Linked DNA regions of Mus musculus: all the other regions are linked to region 1. A link is a contact called in public HiChIP or PLAC-seq and Micro-C data. All regions are on one chromosome and are shown on one strand. The core of a region is the stretch at or near the end of the contact, and the rest is flanking DNA. Distances in the headings are between cores, read along the strand shown. Region 1 holds the start of Usp24 (ubiquitin specific peptidase 24). Region 2 holds the start of Mier1 (MEIR1 treanscription regulator). Region 3 holds the start of Oma1 (OMA1 zinc metallopeptidase).

The links. A called contact is a pair of places that touch in the nucleus more often than the background predicts. HiChIP or PLAC-seq counts read pairs in DNA pulled down with a chosen protein or histone mark.
Region 2: a Micro-C map of embryonic stem cells shows a contact between it and region 1, with 3 times the contacts expected there. The contact joins the promoter of Mier1 here to the promoter of Usp24 in region 1.
Region 3: a contact with region 1 is called in an H3K4me3 HiChIP or PLAC-seq map of stem cell-derived neural progenitor cells, with 12 times the contacts expected there. The contact joins the promoter of Oma1 here to the promoter of Usp24 in region 1. A contact is called at or near these places in 1 of 39 promoter capture datasets (pre-B cells) and 2 of 115 datasets of contacts at active chromatin or transcription factors (astrocytes and stem cell-derived neural progenitor cells).

The regions. Positions count from the first base shown.
Region 1 is chr4:106,313,723-106,318,384 of GRCm38.p6, reverse strand. It overlaps Usp24 (ubiquitin specific peptidase 24), which reads right to left and starts at 2,172. Exons shown (of 68, transcript NM_183225.2): 1 at 1,599-2,172. The coding sequence starts at 1,913.
Region 2 is chr4:103,116,993-103,121,654 of GRCm38.p6, reverse strand. Mier1 (MEIR1 treanscription regulator) reads right to left here and starts at 2,265. Exons shown (of 13, transcript NM_001039081.2): 1 at 2,146-2,265. The coding sequence starts at 2,154.
Region 3 is chr4:103,311,640-103,316,301 of GRCm38.p6, reverse strand. Oma1 (OMA1 zinc metallopeptidase) reads right to left here and starts at 2,456. Exons shown (of 9, transcript NM_025909.3): 1 at 2,419-2,456. It overlaps Gm36523 (a long non-coding RNA gene), which reads left to right and starts at 2,580. Exons shown (of 6, transcript XR_867961.2): 1 at 2,580-2,830; 2 at 4,144-4,662. It overlaps 4930456L15Rik (RIKEN cDNA 4930456L15 gene), which reads right to left. Exons shown (of 4, transcript NR_045887.1): 4 at 4,470-4,662.

The sequences.
Region 1 (4,662 bases), core at 923-3,422:
GCCAGCCTGGCCTTACAGGACAATCAGGACTACACAGAGAAACCCTGCTTCAAAAAACTCAAACAAACAAAAGAGAATAGTCAATTACACAGAATTTTTAAAAATCCCCAAAGGAGGACCAACTGCCTTTACTTTCCCTACCAGTGAAGGACACAGATAAGCTAGCTACTGGTTAACGGTGGACTTCTACCTGGAGTATGTAGACCAACACCAGACTGAGAAACTGCTGCAAACACAGTTACCACACAGAACACTGCTCAGGGGGAAAAAAAAAAAAGAAATCAGGTGTCTTAGAAATTACCCAAATTAATTTCTCTAAAAACACAAGCCCACTTACTAATTTGAGATCTGTGCTGTTCTGTAGCCAGGCTAAGCCAAGCTGCTATCTTCGACCCTAAAATACACTATCCGAAGAAAAGTACAAAAATTTCTGCCACGGGCTGCCATTTTCCTGCAAATTAATCACCAGCGCTCTGGCTTCTGGGTGATTCTTCCTTGTTTTGGCAGGCTTGCCAGCCTCTCCCATGTTCTTTGCTCACACGGTAAACCAAACACTAAAAAGATCTTACTTAAGATCTGAGGGATCTGGCTGTACGTACTAGACTCCCTTCTCTAGACTCCAGTCCCATTTCTTCTCCCTAGTCTATGCCGCCCTCCCACCCCCGCCTCCATGTTAACCTCTCTGAGGCTACACCCCTCTCCTCGGGCTAATTTCTCTTCAGTGACCCTACTCCCCTCATCCAGGCCGTGTCCCAGCTTCGACCTCCCATTCCTGATCTCATCGCCGCCAGCTTCGACCTCCCATTCCTGATCTCATCGCCGTCTGGCCCTTCCTTTGCTCCTACTCCTTGCCCAGGCTTCTCACTCATTCCTTATCTCAGTCCCATTCCACTACTTGTCCTAATACCTGACCTTAGTCAAGCCCATCCTTACAACCCAGACATTAAAACAGCCAAACCTGCTCCTCTGCCTTATACTCATTCCTATCATTCCTGGTCCTGTCTAGGCCCTTCCTCATTTTAGACCCTGTCCTCTTCCAACGGTTGGCTTAAAAACCTAAACCCTTCTTCTAACCCCACTGGTCCTCCTGTCTGACCCGGCAAAGGCCTTCACTCTGGCAGGCCTATAGCGAGCACTATTTCTGACTCTGAACTGGTACTTATCCCAATCCTTCACTGAAATCTAGTGTCACAAATACTCTGGTCCACTGGGACCTCAGTTTTGACACCTGATATTCATGTCCTTCCCATTTCCCAAGCCACGCGGATTTGGAAATGTGGGCCCTCCTCCCCATCCCTCCCGGGATTCCTGCCCACCGCATAGACTCAGCAGGTAGCCTATGGAGACCCCGCCACGGCCCAGAACTGTATACCTAACTCCACGCGGGAATATTCCTCCCCCAAGGCCCTTCTCTCCATAGGACCCCAGTCTAGTGACCCCGATCTCGGACCAGAACTGGTGTTCTATTATCTCGGTGCCCCGAGTTTCATTACAGCCCCCGCCCAAAAGTCCCGCTGCGAGCCGGGCTGGCAACGCTCCCTGTCCTCGGGACTCCAGCGCGGCGGCCTCTCCCGTGAGGTCAGGGCAACCCCACTCACCTCCGCGTCCACCACCTCGTGGTAGGCGGGCGGGGGATCGAAGCCGCCACCACCTCCGGTGCTCCCGCCGCGGGAAGGCCCGCTGCCGTCGCTGCCGCTGTCGCCCCGTGGGCCGCCGCCCGGCCCCGGACTGGGGCCGCCGCTATCCATGGGCTCGTAGCCACCGTAGTCGAGGCCGGGCCGCTCGTTGGTGAGCAGCGCCACGGCCTCGTTGATGTCGTTCTTGGCCAGGCGCAGGGCCTTGCGGATGGTGGCCGGGTCCGAGAAGCCCATGCACAGCAGCGTGGTCATGTGCTGCTCCTCCTCCGATTCCATGGCTCCGGCCTCGGAGTCGCGCCGGCCGGCGTGCGGCGAAGCTGCGGCTCCCGGGCCTGGCGGGCCGTGCCGCGCTGCCTCGGCCCCGGCTCCGTCCCCGGCAGGGCCCCTGAGCTCCCGCCCCGCGCGTTCCGAGGCCGCCGGGCCAGGGTTAGGTGCGCGCGTGGGCGCAGCGAGCCGAGCTGGGGTGGTGGGGCGCTCAGGCGCGGCCGGCCGGCCCAGCCCTGCGCGCCGCCATGTTGGCCTGCTCCTCCTCTTCGCGGGGCCGCGCCTCCGCTCCCGGAAGCAGCCCCGGCGGCGCTCGGGCCGCCGTCCCCGGGCTCGGGCGGCGCGGAGCTGTGGGTGTGCGGACGCGTGTGTGTTTCTCCCAGGCCGGGGCCAGGGAGGGGCGTGCGCCGAACGTGTCTGAGGTGAGAGGCCGCGGAGCGCAGAGAGAGCACGAGAGTCCTCCGCCTGCGCCTCCCGCCCACCCCTTCCCCCGGCAACAGGTTCCCTCTGGGACGGGAGGGGCAGGCGCCGAGCGGCTCGCTGCCGGTGTCGCTGAGGTCCCCGGGCGCCCGGGCCTCGGTGCCCTGACGACACTCGTGTCCCATCGCAGGTGACTCTTCCCGCCGCCCCCGGAACCCTGCTTGGTTCTCCTGAAGTGTCCTGCGGTCCGAGGAAAGTGACCCTACGCGCCGCTGAAGCCCTCCTCGCCGCCCACAGACGGGTGCCCAGATCCGCAGGACGAGCATCCCCGCACACCCTCGCCCTCGACCCTCCAGCCTTCTCTAGAGACCCCTAGACCTTGAACTCCCACTCCCAACAACACTGACCACCTGTCCCACCAGGCCTGATAAACTTTACCATACTTTTCAGCCAGAACTGTATGACCGTCCTTCAGACACAGACACATGGAAATATTCTGGGTGTCTACTTCTATCCTGATTCTGACCACCAACCCATTTCTACTGAAGTCTTTGGCTCAGGGGTGAAGACTTTCCCCTCTGTTTCTGTCTTCCAGCGTTTGTTTAGCTTTTTGCCTTCTGTTCCCACCTCATTGGCGTTACCATGGCCAGTCCCCTTTGCCCCTTTTCCCGTTTCAGTGTCCTGATCTAGGTTTCTTCTCGGTTCTCTTCCCAAGATGCTGGTTCCTCTTCCTTCTCACATACTTGCTTATTAGTTCATCTGCTTTGGTCTTAATCCTGCTTTATTCTTGAACCCCCTCCCCACCCCCCAATCCACTAACCTTTCTTTTTCACACTGTTAAAACATTTCTGATGGCTTAACAATTGGACCTTCACATAGCCCAAATCTGAAATTACTGACAGCACTCAGAACTTTTCTCTGCATTCTCTGCCAGCATTTTTCCCCCTCAGATCCTGGTGGCTTCTTGCCTAATAATTTGATAGTTTGTAAACACCAGCTATTTGATTATTTACGGGGTGAATTTATCATTATATAGATATAGTTTCTATTATTCTTACTAAAGGCTAGTAATGGGTTTGATCACAAAGTAGACACCTGAATAAGAGGTAAGTTCTGGGGTGTCAATGAAATTTTAAGTACATATAATAGATAAAGACCAAAGTAGTCTAAGTTGAAAGCATCCTGTCACAGAATATACACCAACACAATAGGTCAGGGCACCTGTAATCCCAGCCCTCCAGAAGCTGAGCCTGGGAGATCTCCAGTTCAAGAATAGCCTGAATTACGTATACATAGCAAGACCTTGCCACAGAACGACCAACTGTACCATTTACCAAGTCAGATACCGTTGATGCTGGCAATGCCATGGAGAACAAAAGGACCATTTAATGATGGAAAGCAAAATAAAAACATTCCATTTCTACCTTGGGTTTGCAGAGTTAAGCCAACAGCTAAACTACTAAATGAGTTAGCAACAACAAAAAATTGCTTGCTACTAAGATTGGATAGAACTGAAGAGGTAATGAGAGGAGAGCCAGCCCACTCAGATGGCACAAAAAAGGCTCATCAGCAGTGGCAGGTCTGCAGACCATGACAGAGGAAGCTGTGCTTAGCTGAGAGGAGGAAGCAGAGAAGGAAGCAGAGAAAAACAAGTCTGTGATGAGAACTGGAAAGGAGCCACAAAAAGCCTGCCCCCCAAAACTTGCCCTCCCCCACAAAAGCCTAACCCCAAAACCTACTCTCTCCCCACAAAAGCCTACCCCAAACCTACCCTCCCCCAACAAAAGCCTGTCCCCAACAATAGCCTCCCCCCAACAAAAGCCTACCCCCTTTCTCCTCCCCCCCCCACAAAAGCCTACTCCCCCGCCCCCCAAAAGGCCACTTTTGAATCAAATCCTGGAGCTACCAAAAAGTCATTTGAGTGTCATTTGAGGATGCAACAGCAATGCCAGGATTTTTTGCATTCCTTTTTAAAAGCAAACCTCGTTGAGTAAGCCGGGTGTGGTAGCTCATGCCTGTCCCTCCCAGCCCTTAGGCTGCGATAGGAGATTAAGAAGAGTTGTCAAGGTCATCTTCAGCTATGTAGTAAGTTTGAAAGCCATTCTGAGCTACAGGAGACCTAGTCCCAAAGAAAAATCTTGTTAAATTGGGGAAGTATAGATGTCTGTCTTATTCATGTTTTCATTTACATTTTTAATTTAATTGCAGGAAATCCAGAAATGTTAAAAAATAAAAAACACTTTAAAGAAATTTAATTGCAGCCAGGCATGGTACAAGTCTTTAAGCCCAGCACTTGGGAGGCAGAGGCAGGTAGATCTCTGTGAGGCCAGCCTGGTCTACA
Region 2 (4,662 bases), core at 1,016-3,515, 3.2 Mb after region 1:
AAAACTGAGACAAGGAAAATTATAAATTTACTTTTCTCTTCACCTATTTTAGGATATTTTTGTTGACATGTAAAATTCCTTTACTCCTCTAAGTTTATGAGACCCTTGGGTTGTATCCTACACAGTCAAAGCAAAGGGCAACCTATAGGCAATTTAAGAATATAAAATATATACCAGGTCATTAAACAATGCAATGAAAATGAAAGTCAAGTTCCTAAGATTGACCCATCCACCTGTTCCTGCAAGCCCCAAGTCTTCCCTCTCCACATGATGGGATACCTAAGAAGAGCAGCTTACACTAGAGAACAAGATAGTGGCCAAGGTGGGCACACTTCTCCCATTCTCACATGAATGCAGCCACTTTTCATTTCTATAACAAAACACTGCATGCTGGCACTCAGTTTTTTTGGTGACGTTTCTTTAGGTTTCCGTGTTTTCGTATCAATAACGTGCCACGGAGTGTGACTGTCCAACCACATAGACCTGAGGCCACAGCACAGCAGTGTAGCAAATACTACATATATCCTGTAGATTTTCAGCAAACGGGAGCCCAGGGAAGGTTAGCTGATAAGATGCCTGAAAAGCCATCTATACACTCTACTTCCTCTTGTAGCACAGGAGCCCAGGGAAGAAAGGCTGGTGGATCACACCCAGGCATATCTATGTCAAGTAAAAGTAATGCGACCACTACTCATGTCTTGCAATTCTTTGACTATGAATAGGAAAAAAACCACCTGAAAACACAACTAATGCGTTTTAGCGCTAAGTAATATCAAGTCTTCTCAATACTGGCAGCAAACAGTCCAGCTTCCAGGAAAGCTCCTCTTCTTTTAGTAGCAAATAAATAAATAACATTTAAAATTTCAGAACATCAACCTAAAGGTCACTGTATAACAGAAGAACAAGTTAACACTCCAGGAAGCTTGACTGGTACAGGAAAGGCACATCTTATGTTTCTGTAGCCCAAGGCTTACAGATATTATGTATAAACAAAAGTAGTCACTCTCTACTTCTCTGCTTCATTTAGCAAATGAAGGAGTTGAAAACTGAGAGCTAAGTGGTAAATAAAATCAAATACTTCCTCAATCTATTTTTGGGTGCTCTCGACAGAAAAACATGAAGATGTTTAGCAATCTTACTGCTTTATTAATCAAGTGTTTACAAGATTTGCCTCAAGAGAGATCCCATTAAGTCCAAATATAACAATATGAACTCAGGGGGAACAAACAGTAACGAAATTCACCGACTAAAAATTAAACAAACCACAGGACCGATGGCTTAAAACCAGACAAAATATTAAAATTTCCTACAGCACATTCTAAGATCTAATTACACCTAAAGCAACTTGCTTGCCTACCCATCTGAGAACACTAACCAAAGGAACTTGTTTACTAGGAAATGAAGCTAAGGCTGGGGGGGAGGGGGGGATGTGGCTCGTAGTAGAGCGCTTGCTTATCTGCCTTGACAAGAACCTTGGGTTCTATCCTACAGCAGAGGGACAAGAGAAACAAGAAAAGTTTTCTCTAAGAAGAGCAAAATAAAAGGTAAATAATTACAGGCACCTTTGATTTGTAAGTTTTTAGCCTAGTTGGTTCAGGAGCTATAGCGTGGAAAAGAAACTTGGAGGTTCGGCCAGGGGGAAGAGTCCCAAGCTGGATAGGGCCTACTGGGTTAATTTCTCCTGCTCACCTCTCCACTATCAGGAAAACTACTAAACTAACCCAAGGTGTGTCAGCCTGCTCGCCCCCTGCCTAGACGGCAGGTCAGCAGTCGCGGGCTGGCGGGGGTGACGCGGGCTGGCGGGGGTGACGCGGGCTGGCGGGAGCAGCGACTTCTGGGCTCGCGAGGGAAGAAAGTTCGCGGGAGCAGGCAGAGAGGAGTCCGCGGGCCGCGCCGGCCGGCGAAGTTGCGCCCTGGGCGGCTTCCGGACGGGCGCCCTCGCCCGCTCCTCCCGCAGCGGCCGCCTCCCAACTGCCTCAAGTCCGACGGCGCCTCCGCGCCCAACTTAGTTTCGGGAAGCCCAGCCGAGCGGCCGGGCCGGACAACAGGTGGGCAGCGGCGCCGCAGGCCCGGCCCCGGCAGGCCCGCGCCTCCCGCCCGCAGCCCTCCACCGAGGCCCCGCCGGGGAGGGGCGCTCGTTCTTACCTCCGCCATGTTGGCCGCGCCACCGGGTCACATCGCCGCGGCGGGTCGCGGCCAGAACCCGGATGTGCGCCTGGGCCGCGGGGCTCCCGCTGCCTTCTCCGCCGCCGCTTCGGCGGGAACGCGCAGGAGCCGCCCGAGCGCGCCACCACACCCCGCTCCGCCCCCTCGCGGCGCCCCGCTCGGCGGGACGGGAGGGGAGAGGCCAGCGGGCGCGCGCGGAGCAGGGAGCGCGCGATCCCGCGGCCGCCGTCCCGGGGGAGCGCGCGAGGGGCGGGCCCGGGCGAGCCCGGGGCAGTCCGCGCGCGAGGTCCGGAGAGGTCCCCTCAGGGTACTCACTTTGCAGGAGAAAAAAACCTCCTATTCTACCGGTCGGTCACTTCTGAAGTGCTTTTGCTGGGAAAGAGATGTTGCCTGGGCGCGACAGCAACACGAAACGCTCTGACAAATACTTCCCCTGGTGATTCCTAGCAAGAAAACTCCAACTCCCCCAAATTGGCCCAGCGCAAAGATGAAGAGTAGAGAACATTACATTTTCCTCACTTTTTGTGATGCCAGGAGCAACACAGCTCTGCCACGGATGAATTTTTGCACAAATATACAAAAGTTTCAAATGTAAAGTAATGCTCTTCTATGGATATGCCTACTTGACTGCACGGAGACAGAACGTACATATTTGCAATGCCTAAAATACTTGCAAGTAGAAAGTTTGTTTTAATGCACTGCTAACTGGCCTTGAGGTCCATACTGATAATGGCCAGGGCCAATGATTTATCTGGTTCCCTAAAGTAGATAATTTAGGCAGATATTAAAATGGGCAGTAAGTTTAAAAGCTTTTTTTTTGTTGTTGTTAAAGGCCAGCGTTTTTTCCGACATGATTAAGTTTTTCAAAAATGACTACCAAAAATCAATCAGTTAAATGATACTCATTACCTCTGAGGAATATACCATGGTTAAAAAAATCATTGCACAAATGTGTACATACAACTTTCTTAAACATCATACTTATAATGCACTTGGGAGAATGCTGATTTCTGAAATGATTTCTATTTCCTTAAAATTCTAGATTCCATCAAGCCTTTTCCCATTTCTTAACACTGGACATGAACTTGAAAGTCTTAAGCCCAATAACAATTTGTGCATGAATAAACTGCATGTATAGGTATACGAAGTAGCTGCTAAGTGAAAGGACATTACCTTGTAATTTGACAGGAAAAGAATCCAGAGACAGTCTGTAAACCAATTAAACATAAACATCTGATGCACATTTTCTACTGAAAGAAAAGCAAGGGAAAGAAGAGAAAGGAAAACTTTTAAGGTTCCCAAATCTACAAACAATTCTTACCATTTACTGCACTTGTTATAGTATTTTCACTTTATTTTAAAGATTATATAAGCTTCCTCCCCCCACAAATTCTTGGAGGGAAATAAATATTTTAGCACTGATACAGTTATATTAAGTTAAGGGACTACCTTGGACTTTTTAAAATGTCAGCTCTTATCCAAATAGTTCTCACTGGATGAAAAAACAAAAAAACAAACAAACAAAAAAAACCCTGAAGACAAAAACTAATGGATGTATGTGGGCACAGGTTAAAAATAATAAAGGGTTCAGGGGGCAGTTTGCACTAAAATATGCAAGGTAAATATATGTGGATTATTGCTGGCCACTGAAGGGAAAACTGGAGTATTGCTGAATTTTAGTATTATAGTTCAAGTTGCTTTAGTCTATTGAGTCTTTGATTCTTCAGTTAAAACATTAATAAAAATTTCAACTATGGTAAAGAGCAGACTCAAGATTCCTTAACTACTTACTGAGTGAGCCCTCAAAGTCAGAAAATCAGGCACTTATTGTTAAATGCCTTTAAACTGATTGATATTTCCAATCAATATTATTACCATCAAATGGCATTATCCTCTGTAGGGGAAAATTCCCTCTACATATTCCCTGTTAGAAAAATAAAGTGTTCTGGGGTGTTTCCTAGACATTCTAGCGATGAGGAGAAATAGCTTTAATCCTGTAGGTCACACGTAACACATTACTATTGAGCTCAGTATACTTGCATTTCATTCTCTCCACAGTCCCATTGTTCAGAGTCTAAGAAGCCACCTTCAGAAAAGCTATGTCCTTCTGGAAACCCTTCCTTACCCCCTTGGTATGTGTAGCAATTCACTAGCCCTATCTTGGTTAAGTAGGGCTTGCCATCCTCAGTCAGGTAAGATCTGTCAGGAAGTCCTGCTGCCAAGCTTTTCTGCCAGACTGTGTGTACAGGCTTCCAGAGACTCACTACACCTCTTGAAGAGGCTACCTACTCTTTTCACACACAGTCCAGATGCTTGGCTCATTCTCCCCTGCCTGCAAAGCTAGAAGTGACTTCTCCATCCATTTCACCCATCACTCCAGTTCTTCAGTACTCTGCCTAAGTCCACGAGGCATTCTCTTTGTATTCAGATGTAATCAGCCAAAATTTATTCTTGGGCTCACAAAAAAGAAAAGAAAACAAACAAAAAACATGTATC
Region 3 (4,662 bases), core at 1,207-3,706, 3.0 Mb after region 1:
GATCTCTGTGAGTTCAAGGCCACCCTGGTCTACAGATCGAGTCCCAGGACAGCCAAGCCTACAGGAAGAAACCCTTTCTTTAGAAATGAATTAAGATACATTGCTCTGATCCATAACCAAGATGATATGCTAATCTACAAACAGCAGGACGTGCTACTACCTGCAAGAGCCCTGAAGCTGAGAAGAGCGAGCCTGTACTCTAGCACTTGAGTCACAGAGCTGTTCAAGACAATTTAAAAACAAAACTTCAGTCCAACAGGGTAACAGGAGAAGCAAAGTCCAATGCCAAAAGCAACACTACATAAGACTTCCTATAGAATGTTCCCTGTGCTGTCCACTATGGCAGCCCTGGCGTGTGGCTAGGTGCATATGAGGAGCACAATTTGTACTCTGCTTCATTTTTATTAAAATGAATAAGAGGACAGCTCTGCACAGTGCGGGTTAGTGTGATAGATGCAGGCAAGCTGCAGCAAGGCCAGGCAGATGTGAACAGTCACACAAAGGAGGCCCAACTATATAACAAAATTTGTTTTTTATGTTGCCAAATGTTACAAACGTTTCTGCAAACGCTACAAATTCAGTCTTAATGTGAAATTTACCTATTTTAAAATGTTGCCAACCAAATTAATAAAAGTTGATCATCTTAACCAAACATTCCTGTATCTCATTGGTTAAGGATTGTTTTAGTCATTGATTCATTAATTCATTGATAAATCATTATAGGAATGAATGCTACAAGTCAGACGCCACTCTGTGTAGCAGATAAAAAGCAAAGACAAGACAAAAATGCCTGCCCAATCAGTAAAGCTAGTAAAGACAAACACACGAATAGATACAGATATAAGTCTTATAAAAAGCCTACGTGAAATTCAGGGGGCAGAACGGTGTTTATGAGGAATCCAGTATTTCCTCTTTCTGGGCAATTTAAGTGTTTACAGGGTATGTTACTTTGTGAATCCTAAGCCAAGCAAGCTCTTCTGTAATTTCCACTGGTTATCTGTGAGCTTTTCAATAAACTTCCTAATGTTGCTTCCAGCTTCCCAGTTCCAAAGGCACCTTCTCCAAGCCTCCTTCATCCACTGCTAAATGACAGAACATCTAGTGTATAGATATCCCCCCTCAGAAAATAAACTCTCTTCCAAATGTCATGCACCCTATTCGAACTGCTGGGATCTATCTGCTCATGAGAAAAGTGCTCATTTCAGAGCAGGTGCAAACATATTTAACGTAGTCTACCCATAGAAGGTAAAAACAAAAGCTCCAAACACTAGGTACATAATTAAAATCATTAGCATTTCTAACACTGGCAATCAAGTGCCATCCAGAATAGAAACCGTAGTTGTTAATCCGTAATCACTGATTAATCCTTCAAAAAAAAAATGTTTTTAATGGGGAAAGAAATCTGTTTATACATTTTCAAAGAGCCAGTCACTACACTACACAGCACCTAAGAAGAACTGGGACTGACGTGTGCTCTTCAAAGAACTGTGGCAGGCCAACAAACATAGCTGGCAGACTTGTAGGATTAGGAAATTAATGATGTGAGAAAATTACACAATTTGGATTGCTAGCCTCTAAGAACATTTCAAACCCTTAGTTCTTCAAGTGCCATCTCAGAATGAGCAAGTAGTGCGCACTCACTCGCACTCACTGCTGATGGCTAGGAGACAGTTTTAACAACTCTTACTGAAAACTACAATTTCTTCTCTAGTTTCTATGGAAACAGCTGTCAGATTGGCAAAAATAGGACATGCACTTTAAAATAATCATTCCAGCTAAGTACACATGATGGACAGCTTCTTAAAAAAAAAAAAAAAAAAAAAAAGTAAGTTATCAGGGTTGGCTCTTAAGCTTCCAAATGTCACACCGCACCCCTGCATCTTGGCTCGGGATGATGCCTATGAAGTTAAATCCTTTTAAGAGGGCTCCAAGACCTTGAGAGACGCTAGGAGGCGATGAACTCCTAAATTCCAAATGTGGGGTTTTCATCTGCTGGGACTAACATTTCTGGCGGAGGTTTGCCCCAGCACAGTTGCTCCCCGTCACACCGCGAGTGCTAAGTATTATAACAAGTGATCCTTGAATACAAGTTTTTGAGGAAACCAATGAGCTCCCTGGAACTGCTCCGACTGCGCTAATGCTGCGAGCTGGGGCAGGAGAGCATGTGTCGCTCTGCACAAGGACGAGCGGCGAGGCGGAGGGGAGACCCGCACAGGCCAGACCGGCAACGCCTGGAGGAAGCGCCGCTTAGGAGGAAGCCACCACCCGAGGCGGGAGGCAAACTTCCAGAAAGCTCCACCCACCGAGCCGTTCGCCTCGTCCGGCACGGCCTAGGCCCACCGCGGTCCCCGAATCCCCCGGGCCCCGCTCCCCTCTCCGCCCTCCCCGCCCCGCTCTGGAAGAACGCCGAGCCGTCACCGTGAGCGCGCACTGAAGCCACAGCCCGAGCGGAATCCAACAGCCGGCTCCGCGCAGGCGCACACCTTTCCCAAGCCCCGCCCCCTCACTTCCTGCCCTGGGGACCTCTCCGGCGCTTTTTGCTCCGCCCTTGTGAGAGCCAAGTCCGTTTCCCCAGTCCCAGTCCTGGCCGGCTGCGGCTGTACGGACTGTGGCGCCGTCTCGCCCCCGTGTGGTGGGAGGAGGATAGCCCAGATTTAAGCTACCTGCCAGGAACTCTACACCTCCTTGGTACTTGGCATGGCTGTGTTGGATCCATGCAAAACCGTGCCTGCTGTAGTTTCTACACCAGTTCTGCCAAAAGGAAAGCGATTCCAGGGGCTGCTGGAGAACTATGATGCCTTGACTTGAAGCTGCACTGATCATTCTGATCGTAGGTATAACATTAACTCCAGCATCCCGATTACTTACTAACAATCATCCCTCAGTCCTAGATAAAGGTGCATAAAAATAAGACTAAATATGAAAGACTGTTTCACCATGATCGCTCTAGGACACCAGACTTATAAGTGGTCAGCAGTATTCATGACAACAGCTCCTGGAGTGTCCTAAGACCAGATTTCATTGTGGGAATGTTTTACAAAGGAGTGTGAATACTGGCAGGCATGATTCTGTGGGAGCTGCAGCTACCCACCAGAGCCAAAAAAAAAAAAGATGCTTTGTGATTATATGAATTATTCTGGTTTTCTAATAGGCTACCTAAGACACACATTAAAGATAAAAATACTATTTATGTATTCAACTATTTATGTATTCAACAAATATTTATCTAATGTGTGACAGACACTTCATGGTGGTGATCAATATCATATGGTTACTGCAAGGAAGACATCATGAAGCAGGGATTGACAAAGGTGGACAGAGAGCATGACTACACTGAAGGTTTAGGCGTATTCAATCCATCACATCCGCTAGATGGGCTGTGGAAATATTTATAAGCAGTCATAGAGTGAACATGGTTCTACAACCCAATGGGAGCTGGGAACATAACTAGCAGAGTCACCAGTAAGGAAGAGATGAGTCAGACCTTGGGTACCATTGAGGAAAGGGGTAGATGGGTTAAGAGAAAATAGAAGTTGGGAGACAGAACCCTAGAGAACTTAAACATTTTAAAACTCAAACGAGGGCATGGTGGTTTATCTCTTCAGTTCTACCATTTAAGAGGCTGAAACCAGAAGATGACTTTGAATTCAAAACCAGGTTGGCAGATTCCATGGTCAATCCCAGGTCAGCATGGTCTACAGAGTAAGACTCTGTCTTAAAACCTAAAAAAACAAAAACAACAAAAAACAACAACAACAACACAACAAAAGTAAGAAGAGAATTAGATAGATAGAGAAAGCCAAAAGGAAGGGAAGGGGGTTGGGGTGAGTATTCAGTATGCTATAATTAATGGTAACTTACCAATACTTAACTTCATTTAAAGATAGTGATATTTTTCTGGGTATAGTGACACACCCTTCTAGTCCCAGCTCGTGGAAGACTGGGGCAGGAGAAGATCAATGATAACTGGCTGAGACATTTTATGAGCCATTTACATAGTGCCTGCCAGCCCCCTCATTTATATGTTAGACATGTAGACATGTTTTGTTTCTTACATGTAGTTCTTGGTCATGGATGAAAATGAGGTTCCAGTCTCTGACATTGGTCACTTCCTTTTTTTCAATATTTATTTCCTTACATAAGTGTTTTGTACGTGTGTAAGTCTGCACACCGGAAGAAGGCATCAACGATGAATTGCTATGTGGTTGCTTGGAATTGAACTCGGGACTTCTGGAAGAGCAGCTGTGCTCTTAACCACTGAGCCATCTATCAAGCCCTGACATTGGTCACTTTCATATGCTTATCTTTCTTAAAGGACTTCAGCTCTGTATTTTTGTTGGTGGTTTTGGTTTTTTATAATATAAGATTTCTGTTATTTGAGAATTTCATATATGCCTATAATGTATTTCTATTATATTCCAGGATGACCCCATATTCCCTTCACAATTTCGTGCCCTCTTTTTTTTTTTCAGTAACCCACTGAGTTTAATTAATGTGGCCCATACACACATGTGGGGTGGGAAACCCAATGAGTGATTGACCTACCAGAGAACACCCTCTACCACCACCTCCCCAGTGGGGAGGGGAACCCCCTCCTCCAGCAGCCGTCAATAGCTCCCATGCAGAGTCAGTGGTCTTCATCTGAGCCCCTTCCACTCCATG